3 separate regions of the Mus musculus genome follow, and regions 1 and 3 are each linked to region 2. The links are chromatin contacts, called in public Hi-C and promoter capture Hi-C maps. All regions are on one chromosome and are shown on one strand. Each heading gives the region's core, a stretch centred on a gene start, on an enhancer-like site or on the middle of the called end of the contact. The rest is flanking DNA. Distances are from core to core; before and after follow the strand shown. Region 1 holds the start of Src (Rous sarcoma oncogene). Region 2 holds the start of Snhg17 (small nucleolar RNA host gene 17). Region 3 overlaps Src (Rous sarcoma oncogene).

The links. Promoter capture Hi-C pulls out the DNA fragments that hold promoters and counts their contacts. A called contact is a pair of places that touch in the nucleus more often than the background predicts.
Region 1: a promoter capture Hi-C map of hippocampal neurons shows a contact between it and region 2, with 2.2 times the contacts expected there. The contact joins the promoter of Src here to the promoter of Snhg17 in region 2. A contact is called at or near these places in 1 of 39 promoter capture datasets (hippocampal neurons) and 1 of 115 datasets of contacts at active chromatin or transcription factors (the NIH/3T3 cell line).
Region 3: a contact with region 2 is called in a Hi-C map of cortical neurons, with 4 times the contacts expected there. The contact joins the enhancer-like site here to the promoter of Snhg17 in region 2. A contact is called at or near these places in 1 of 39 promoter capture datasets (hippocampal neurons), 1 of 484 Hi-C or Micro-C datasets (cortical neurons) and 3 of 115 datasets of contacts at active chromatin or transcription factors (astrocytes, forebrain and pancreatic cancer cells).

The regions. Positions count from the first base shown.
Region 1 is chr2:157,422,986-157,426,587 of GRCm38.p6, reverse strand. Src (Rous sarcoma oncogene) reads right to left here and starts at 2,295. Exons shown (of 15, transcript NM_009271.3): 1 at 2,174-2,295.
Region 2 is chr2:158,359,966-158,363,474 of GRCm38.p6, reverse strand. It overlaps Snhg17 (small nucleolar RNA host gene 17), which reads left to right and starts at 1,953. Exons shown (of 6, transcript NR_027887.1): 1 at 1,953-2,070; 2 at 2,405-2,532; 3 at 2,876-3,011. RefSeq lists a cis regulatory region at 1,745-2,021.
Region 3 is chr2:157,463,757-157,467,061 of GRCm38.p6, reverse strand. It overlaps Src (Rous sarcoma oncogene), which reads right to left. Exons shown (of 15, transcript NM_009271.3): 9 at 2,284-2,433; 10 at 1,034-1,189. Among named protein-coding and RNA genes, the nearest start is that of Src, 41 kb to the right of the region's middle. Within about 2 kb of position 2,036, at least 145 of the 459 cell types and tissues checked have an H3K27ac peak or open chromatin away from gene starts, as enhancers often do. A contact at or near this core is called in astrocytes, cortical neurons and forebrain, where this site is marked.

The DNA.
Region 1 (3,602 bases), core at 1,046-3,545, 940 kb after region 2:
TCCTCCTTCAAGAGTCCTCTGCCTTTATCACAGCCACGAGTATATATTCATTTATCTGGCCACTTGCTTGATGCATGGCCTATCCCCCACACTCCAGTTTCTAGGAGTCAAAGACCTGCTCACAGTTTCCCAGCAAGTCCCCAGGCAGATGACCTTCTGAATAGAAAGGAAGAGCACTGACCCAGCTGCATTCTTGGCTGGCCCGCCACTGCTTCACTCAGCTTAAGCCCCTCCTCCAGGAAGCTGTCTGCTCCTCCTACCACAAAGCTGCTCAACAAAGTTCCCAGGCCCTGGTGCATAGTATATGCTCAATGCGCGATCAAAGTCAGCAGATGGACAGCAAGAACAAAGATCATTTAACCATGTCCTTCCGAGATTCCTGGGGGGCTAGGGGAGCGAGACACACCCTATCCTCACCCCCACCCTCAGATGACAATCAGGGAAGAAGCCCCAAACAGGAGCCAGCCTATGTGCTGGAGGCTGGTGGGGGAGAGGGGGTTCGGGAAAAGGACACAGGAGATAGAGGAAGGTGGGGTGGGAGAGATTAGGGTTGCCCTAAGGCTGGGATGAACAAGGATGAACAAGAGACTAGGGGGAGGGGACGGAGCAGGGAGCATGGCACTCCTAGCACTCATTAGTGTGTGCCCCATGATGTAGACAGGAGGTCAGCTGAGAGGTGACACACTGTAAATCACTTCCCTTGTGGAAAGGTTACCTCACCCAGACACACCTCATCTCCAGTAGGGCCTTATGTCTCTGCCAGGTGCGAGAGATATGGAGGGAAACTTCCAACAATGCCTTGTGCCTGATCTAAAACTACACACCCTTCACCGTCACGGTGGGTTAAAGGGCAGCCAGACAGCTCCTCAGGAAGGCTATATCCTCCTCTGCAGCTGCAGACCAGGCTAACCCCGGGAGGCGTTCACTGGATATCAGCAGCTCTGGTTATAACTGCTCCATTTTCTTTCCTGTGGTTCTGCAGCTAGCACCAGGGCCTTGAACAAGCTGAGCCTGTGCTCTACCACCGAGCTACCTCACAAGCCAACTGATCGATCCTCCCTGAGAGGACTGAGGCCAAAGGGAACCCTTTGTAGCACGGAGTTACCCGCTTCTGCAGGCAGCTGTGCCACAGGTACCTCAACCATCCTGTGCGAGCGAGCTCCAGGATGGGACTCATTTATTGAGCACGCCCCCCCATATATGCCAAGTCCTGGGCTGCGGAAGTGCAGGGAATAGTCACTGATGTGAATAGTCCAAGGGGCGGTCCCTGGCTCAGGTCACTCAGGAAAACAAGAAACCTAGACACCTGGACTCCATAAGGTTGGAAGAGTCCCCTGCCCCCGCCCCTGCCCCCGCCCCCGTGTCCACCTTGGTAACTAAATCTGACCTATACCCAGATGACCCCAACACCACTTGCCTTCACTGGGCAGTCTGTAAAGCCGGGAAGACCTCAGGGTCCCAGAAGCCTCACACACCTCTGTCCACCTTTCTAATCGGAATGCCTCAAAGGTTTATGGGATGGATACCCAGAGTGAGTCCCCTCTGTTCACCCCACCCTTCAACCAGCCCACCTACCACTGAGGAGGGCCTTGGCTCAGAGAGCTAACTAAGGCACAAGTGGTGGTGGGTCGTAGTAGGGGGCACAAACTCACCTCCAGTACCTGCCTGGGTGGGCAAGCGGACCTGGTGGCGGTAGTGAAACCCCAAAACTTTTGCCAACTTCTGAGTCCATCGGTCGCTGGGCCTGCGCAGGGGCGAGGCTGGGGGTTGGGGGGGATGGGGGGCGAGGACAGGGTGGCCCTGTTTCTTCCAGACCAGCAGCACTAGGCCCTACCCAAGGCCCCAGTGAGACCTAAGGAGGTAGTGTGGCCCTCCAGGTGCCCCTTCCCCAACGCCCACCCCACCCCCACCGCCCACTCCGGGCCGGGGGCGCCAGGCCCAGCAGCCGCGATCGCGGGCGGCGCCGATCGGCCGGGTTTTCAAATGTGGCCTAACCGAGCCAGGGGACTCTGCGGCCGAGGGTCCCCGCGTTCCGGTGCCCCCCGCACCCCGCTCGTCCTCCCCCGCGCATCCCAACAAAAGGCCGCGGCGGGCAGCTCGCGGGCCGCGGCGTAGAGTGGGCAGGGCGGGAGCCCGCAGCAGGGCGCGGGGCCGGCGGGGCGGGGGCGCTCACCTGCACGGCGACCGTGAGCTCCGGACGCGCCCGGGCGGACCCCAGCGGGGCGCGCGGCGCTGGCGGGCAGCGGCCTGGCCGCTCCGGCGGGGCGGCCGGTTGGATTCCGGGCCCGGAGAGACAGACCGAGAGAAAGGGAGGAGGCGGCGGCGGTGGCGGCGGCGGCGGCGAGGGGGAGGGAGCGCGCGGGAGGAGGGGCCGCGGCCGCCGCGAGCCGGAGAAAGGAGGAAGCGCGGACCCGGGCCCCGCCGGCGACCCGGGAGACCTGCTGTGCGAGCCGGGCCCGCGCCTCCCGCACCCAGCCCCCCACCCCCCGCAGCTCCGCCCGCGGGGGCGCCCCCCCAACCCCACGCCACGCGCCGGGCTCGGCCTCCCGGGACCACGTTAGCGTTCAACCCTAGCTACCTGAGCTACGCACCGGTGGCTAGCACTGTCCGGAAACTGAGGCACTGGCCACACCAGCCTTGACCCTGAGTGTCTCTAATCCTCAGAGACTGGAACCGAAGGGACAGGGAAATAGTGAGGGGGAGAGGCAGTATTGTTAAAATGTATCAAAAGGCAAAACAGTGGCTCACTATGTGGCCAAGGCTGGCCTTGAACTTGCGGAGCCTCCAGCCTCTGCCAATGGAGGGCAGGAACTTGCGGGGCCCAGCTCAATTAGGCCAAGCCTAAATTCACTTTCAATGCATAAGGAGACCGTGTGCATCTGCTGGGCAGTGTGCTTGTTGCCAGCCACTGAGGATGACAGAACCAACCGGACAGGAAGTAGAGAAGAAAAATGGGGCAAGCGGGATGAGATGTGGCTTCAGGCTGGTCTCAAAGACCACCAGGTTCTAGCGCTGCCCGTTGGGGGTCCAGGAGCATCCTTGACTCCTCCCGTTCACTCTGGAAAGATGGGCCTGACCATCTATCAACCATCTCCATGTTCCTTCCTTGAAAGTGCTTCCATCTCACAGACAGGGAAACTGAGGTTCATGTGGCACAGGCCTGGGCTTCTGGCAAAGATCCCTCCCAAAGGGCAAGTCCCCCATCATCCTAGATTGTGAGAGGCTCCAGCCCCAGGGTACAGCTATGTCTCCCAGGAGACCAGGAAAGGGCAAAGCTTTGAGTCAGACTGATCTGAGGTCACATCTAGGCCAGGTGCCTCAGGGTGTGTTCTGTCCACTAGCTTCCTGTTCCAGCCCCCTCTGTTGTGAAGAAGGAGTGGGCCAGGCTGAAGATCTGAGGGCCTCACTGACAAGAGCAAGTGGGGCCAGGGTAGCCCACTGTGGCCACGGGGACTGCTCAGGGTTTCTCATGAACAGCGGGCAAACTAGCCAGCCACTCCTGTTCGCAGGGCTTGCTTAAAGATTAACGGCAGTTTCCCAGGGCTCCCCTGGGCAGGCTCTGGCTGGAGGAGCAGGTTTCTCCGCCCTCCTCCATGCCTAAG
Region 2 (3,509 bases), core at 704-3,203:
CAGTATCCAGAAAGAAAGAAAACTCCAATATGATGACATCAGTTGCCTTCTCATTGCTCTGTAAGATACGCTGACAAAAGCGAGCTGATCGGGAAGGAAGCTATTCTGGCTCCCAGTTGGAGGGTACAGTCTATCATGGGAGAGGGGTTCTGGTTGAGATGGCTGGTCATGCTGCATTCAAAGCTGGGACACAAAGAGTAACAATTGCTACTGCTCAGCTAATTCTCCACTGTTCAGCTCAAGACCCCAGACCAGAGAATGGTGCTGTCCACACCCAGTTAAGGTGGGCTTTCTCATCTTGTTTGGTATAATCTAGATCATTCCTTTACAAACAAGCCCAGCAGCTAACTTAATCTTGGTGTCCCTAACAGATGTGCCTAGCCTATTGTCTTCTAGGTGATTCTGAATCCTGTCAAGTTGGCAATATTAACCATGACAATGCTGACACAATATCTTGTTACAGTATTAAATTCATAAAAATACATCTACCTTTTGCCTTAATTTCTTAAAAAAAGATTTATTTATTTAATGGATAGGAGTACACTGTAGTTGTCTTCAGACACACCAGAAGAGGGCATCAGATCTCACTGTAGAAGGTTGTAAGCCACCATGTGGTTGCTGGGAATTGAACTCAAGACCTCTGGATGAGTGGTCAGTGCTCTTAACCGCTGAGCCATCTCACCAGCCCTAAAAAATATATATATATATATTTAATATATATTTAATATATATTTATATATATATTTAATATATATTATATATATATATATTAAATATACTTATTTAATATATTTAATATATAATACATATTTAATATATAATATATATTTAATATATATTTTAATAATATATATATATATTTTTTAATGGTTTTTTGAGACAGGGTTTCTCTGTATAGCTCTGGCTGTCCTGAAACTCACTTTGTAGACCAGGCTGGCCTCAAACTCAGAAATCTGCCTTCCTCTGCCTTCTAAGTGCTGGGATTAAAGGTGTGCGCCACCACGCCTGGCTTCCTTCCTTCCTTCCTTCCTTCCTTCCTTCCTTCCTTCCTTCCTTCCTTCCTTTCTTTCTTTCTTTCTTTCTTTCTTTCTTTCTTTCTTTCTTTTAATGCTATGCCTGCGAGTGTTTTGCCTGAAATACTATGTGTACCACTTTTACAGGCAGTGTTTACAATGTACAGAAGAGGGCGTCATATCCCCTAGAACTGGAGTTACAGACAAACATTAGGCTCTCTGTATGAGTACTGGGAATTGAACTCAGGTCCTCTGCAATTGCTTTAAGTCACTGAGCCATCTCTCCAGCCCAGACTATCTTTTGTCTTTAAGTCACCCTTAGAGGCGGAAGAGATGGCTGGCTCAGAGGTCATTTGGACTCTTTCAGTGGAGTTCCTTCTTCAGCCCCAAGGGCAGAGCTGCTGTACATAGGGCCAAGAGCCACATTTGGCCTAGGATCCAAGCAGAGTTTGGGAGTATGAAGACTTGGAAACACGTGAGCTCCTTCTCAAACATCTGTCTCTCATCTGTTACTTGGATCAGGACTTTTCTGGTTAAGGGAATCGTCCCATCGGCCTTATGATTTTTAGGTAGACTTTTAGCAAAGCATTCATTCTTTGCTCTCATCCCTTCCACATGCCAGTCTCAAGCCACTACTGACCTCGTGTGGTGGTGTTTAAAGTCATCATTTGTTCCTTTGTGACACCACTGAGCCATGTGCTGTGGAATCAGTAGTTTGTAAGAGAGGTCTGCTTCAGAACAAACAGAAAAAATACGGCAAACGAGAGACAGTTTCCTCCTAAAACGTATCATTGTTTAAAAAAAAAAAAAAATTAACTTAATATGTTCAAACAGTTGTTAGTCTCCTCTCCTCGTGGGGGCGCTGGAGGGCCCGCCGCTCGGAGATGCTGCTCTAGGCTGCAGCGTGCTTTGTCATTTGTTCTTCCGCCAGCGCCCATCGTGAAGACCACAGTTTCCTGTCGCGTGGATGTGTTTCCTCTCTGGCCATTGCCATCCGCCCAAATCTACAGACATCCCGCATGTTCCCGGGCTCGTCTCCCCAATACAGGGCACCAAGGTGAGTGCAAGGTGCATGGGCAGCGCCGTTTCCTCCATCAAGGAAACCGGGCTGCGGGCCGTCGGTGGGCGGCTGGTCTGCTGGGTCTAGAGGAGGGAGGGCCTCAAGCCGCGTGCTTTTCACCGTCTGAGTATCTGAAGCCTCAAAGCCATGTCTGTCGCCTACAAAAAGTGGGTCGGTGTTTACGACCTGTGTCCCATGTTTTTAGCATCCTACCAAGGCGAATCCATTGACCAGGATTTAAGTTGAGACTCCCCCAGGACCCCGGGTGCAGCATCTGGGTCCCCCTGCCCCGCCCTGCCTTGCGCCGCAGCCGCTTCCGTTGTCCTGCCAGGCTGTAGACTGCGCAGCCCTCCTGGAGACAGATGGAAGCTCCTTGGGTCGACAGATTACAGCTTCTGGAACCCCCTACTCCCTTCAACTCCGAGATGGACACCCACTGTCCAGGGAGAGGATGCCTGGGTAAGTGCTCTGCTATTCGGGAGCAACTTGAAGCCCGGGTGCCTGTAATTGGCCTTCCCATGGGTACCAGCAGAGGGGTGGTGTGGAGTTCTGATTACTACTTTTGAGGAGGTCGACAAAGCCACTGTGCAGAGAGAAGCTCGGTGAGGGCTCGAAATAACCAAGGGCAAGATTCTGGGGACAGTTCTGTTCCATGTTGCATAGTGGGGATTACAGAGGAAAGGGGGGGGTGTCTATGCTCCGTGGTTTGCTACCTGGCAGCTTTTGTGTTTGGGATTCTGGGTGCTTTCCCAGGTAACTGGGTGCTGTTCATGTGGCTCACCTGGGCTTATTGTATTTGCAGAAATAACAGCTGGGATCTACAGTGGCCAAAGAGTTGTCTCCGTCTTGCTACATCGACAAACTGGTGCTCCTGAGTGAGGATTGTGCCCTGGGATGGGGGATTCAGTTTCTTCATTTATAGTTGGAAGTGGGTGAAGGTGAGGTGAGGCTGGGTTCTTTGAGGTGTGCCTGCTTGTTGCTGTACCCACTTGGGATCTGTGTCTTGTGTGTCCTGTGTTCCCACTGTCGCTTCTGTACCCTTCTGCTTTACTCTGGTGGGTGGAGAGCAGAATGGAAAGGAGCCAGAAGATTTTGGGGGTCATATGCACCATCCAGATTTCAGCCACTGCTCTCTGCTGGCTTCCGGGCCTTGTCTGGTTCTTGATTTCCTCATCTGAAAAATGGGACTACCTCTGTGACATAAGAGTCCTGTCACCTCAGTTCTGCCAGCTGGGCAGGTTGCATTGATCTAAGACAGCAAGTGCTGAGCCTACTGCAGGTCTCGTGGCCAGTGCTTATTAGAACTGTCACCTCCTCCCGGCCAGTCTTCCGAGCTCTCCTTAAGGAACAGCTGTTGCTCAGTTAGGAGCAGCCTCTTTCCTTTGTTGGCTGTCTGGCTGTTGCCTATCTGTCCATCTCTTTCCAGTTTAACCATT
Region 3 (3,305 bases), core at 787-3,286, 900 kb after region 2:
CACTGGGGGCAAGAGGTCAGCTCAGTGCCTGTGCTGCATTAGGCAGGGAGACCTCCCTGTCACAGAGACAGGTCAGAGGGTAGACTGGGTCAGCTCTCTAGCTGTGTCGGGTCAGGCCGGATGCCCTGATTCCCGGTGGTTGCTGGTCTGCGCAGAGCTCCAGGGAAAGGTGGGAAGCCCTCAGATTCCCACCACACACCAAGAATCATAGATGAGGTTGAGAAAGACCAAGGCCGTGGCTCACTCAGGCTCTACCCAAACCCTCCTTTTGGTCTCACCTTAAAAGCTGGCTTCTCCCTCTGACCTTCCTCCTCACAACCCAAGACTTCCCTTGCCTACCTGACCCGGCCCCTCCAGTGCCCTCTGAAAGGAAGATGGTGAAACGGCAACAGCCACTACAGCCCCATAGTCCCCCTCTACTCGTGGGTACCCGGGTAGAAGCAGCCATAGCAGGGAGCCTGGGTTTGGCTAAGGCAGCTCGATGCTCCAGGAGCCTCTCGATGGCTGCACAATTAGACAGGAAACCGAACACTGACTTCCCACCACTCCCTCCGCACGGCACAGCGCTGTCTCTTTCTGTGCTGAACTAATATGCAGATGCCCCTTGAAGCTTGGCATCAGCCCCTTCTTCACATCGGGAGGCTGAGGCTTGGCGTGAGACCTGACCACACTCACTCAGGCCCTTGAGGACCGTGGTGCCCAGTCCCCAGGTGCGGCTGGTACACAGATGCCCTAGTCTTCATCTTCAGCAGCATGGGTTACAAGGAGTCAGGAGCCCACCTCAGTGCTGACCCTGGTGAGTCATAGCGTGGGGTGGGGGGCAGGGAGTGGGGTGAGGGACTGGAAGTGAGCCAAGTATGTTACATGCGGGGTTCAAAGTGTCACAGGAAAACAATTGTAACAAGTGTAACAATTTGTACAGTTAATGTTCAACAATAAAATGAAAAACAGCCCAGTTGTTCAGTAGAGACAATTAAAGAGAGGGACTCAGGGTCTTTGAGCTGGGATGGGGACAGGGGCGTGTGTTCCTTACCCATCCACACCTCTCCGAAGCAACCCTGGCCCAGCTTGACCTCCAGCCGCAGGGACTCCCGGGGGATCTCCCACGCATCCTTGGCCAATCCCTGGGTCTGAGGCTTGGATGTGGGACATACGGTAGTGAGGCGGTGACACAGGCCATCAGCATGTTCTGGAGATGGAGGCAGGGAATGGGGCTCAGGCAGGGTCCCACAGCAAGCTGGCTTCCCTGCCCTGTGTGTACGGCTCTATGTATCATGTGCACATTGGCTCTGGGGTCAGGCAAACACCCTCCTGTAGACATCTATTCCCCAGGGGCCTGCGGCACAAAAGTCACCTGCTCAAATCACTCATTGGTTACCTGTCAGATTTGAGAGTATCAGAACTAGTGTGAAACAGGTGTGAGAGTCTGCCCTAGGGAGGCCACACCCCGACTCCAGTCGCCTAGCAAGATCTCAGGACACAGATGAAACAGAGGATATTTGGGAGGGGGAAGTCAAGCAGGCTTTAGGAATTCTTTGGGAGCCCTGGAAGGCATTCCAGAGGAAGAGGTCCCTGGCCTGGATCTGAGGGATAACTAGGAGGCACCCCATACAGCACATCGCCTGTGCCAGAGCCCAAGATCGGCTGTGGGGTTGGAAGAGGTGCTGGGAGGTGGGAAGCTGTAGATGCGGTTGGAGGAACTGCAGGTGAAGGCATGGAGCAACCTTTAGCCACCTGGGCTTGGGGCCTTGGGACTGTATCATAAGGTTCCGTGGCAGCCCTGGAGGATTTGGTCTGGGAACCAGATGATCCCCAGAGCATCAGCAGACGGACAGAGGGGCAGCTAGTCCTCTGAGAGAGGCTGAGGCCCAGGCCAAGGAGGCAGCTCAAGTAGCTACACCTGAAACAGCCACGCACAGAAGAGCCCACACCAACCCCATCACTGCACACGGCCCGCAGCCCAGCTCCAGCCCGCTCTGCCATTCTCTATCAAAGAAGCCTCCCCCTCCTTCTCTCCCAGGAACCGGTTCAGACCAGTCTTAGGGCTGCAGAAACAATCAACACCAGCCTCTAGCCCCTCCCTTCTAGCGTGCTCAAGGCAGGCCCCCTCCTCACTGGCCAGCTGCAGCGGAAGGAGAAGAGGGGGGCTGGGCAGGGAGCAAGGGGAGAAGGGAGGAGATGGAGGAGAGGCAGGGAGGGAAGAGGCATCCCAGGGGTGAGGAGGCACGGCAGACACCCTGCTCCCCTGGGCGAGTCCCCACACGGCCGGCCGGGGACACTCACTGGAGTAGTAAGCCACGAGCTGCTGCAGGCTGTTGAACTGGGTGCGGGAGGTGATGTAGAAACCGCCGCTGTCCAGCTTGCGGATCTTGTAGTGTTTCACATTTAGGCCCTTGGCATTGTCGAAGTCGGATACAGAGAGGCAGTAGGCACCTGTGGGTAGGCAGGGAGGAGACCCCAGAGGTACCCTGCTAGTGTGTTCCTTGCTTGAGGAAGTGACTTAGTCCCACTCTCTTTCAGCCCCTAGTGTGCTGAGAGGAGCAGGGCAGCCGTGTAGGCACAAAACCCCAATGGCAGACATGCCCCTGTGCCTCACAGCCCTGGTAAGACACCTGAACCCCAAGGTGCTCACAACTGTGTGACCCTGACAAGTTGCTGCTTGCCCTGTTTCCTCCCTACACAATGAGACAACCGTGAAGAGTCACACGGTACTCAGCAAGCACTCCATAAATGCTGGCCCTCTCCAGGTATACCCACCCCGTGCCTGCCTGCCCTGTTCTGCCTACTGGACACCAGCTGAGCAGACAGGAGTAGCGGCTGGCTGTGTGGACCTGTGAGTAATTAGTCCAGGGCAGGAGGTACATCCTGAGTGTGGCCTGCAGCCCTTGCCCCTGCGCTGCCTCTCTGGAGCCTAGAAAACCTGCAGCTAAGAATGTCCTCAACAGAAACCTTTGTTAACTAAAGCCTGGATAGCCTGGATAGCCTGGATAGCCTGGGGAGAGGCAGGCGGGGTGCAGGGTCCAGCGGCCTGCCATGTAGCTGGCAGTTCTGAGTGGAAGGACTGACGGACTGTCCACCACTCACTGATGAGGCCCCTGGAGCCCCACTGGACGTCATTAGGTAAATGTGATCTTCTGGTAACATAAGTGAGTCAGGGAGAACTAGGCCTGGGACCCACCCTAACCTGTCTCAAGGCAACCCTTGGGAAGTCATGTTTTCTACAGACTGACTGCCCACTTCATGTGCACACAGAAGGCTCCGCTGACGGCATACCTATGCCCAGAGCCCACATTCTCACATTTGCC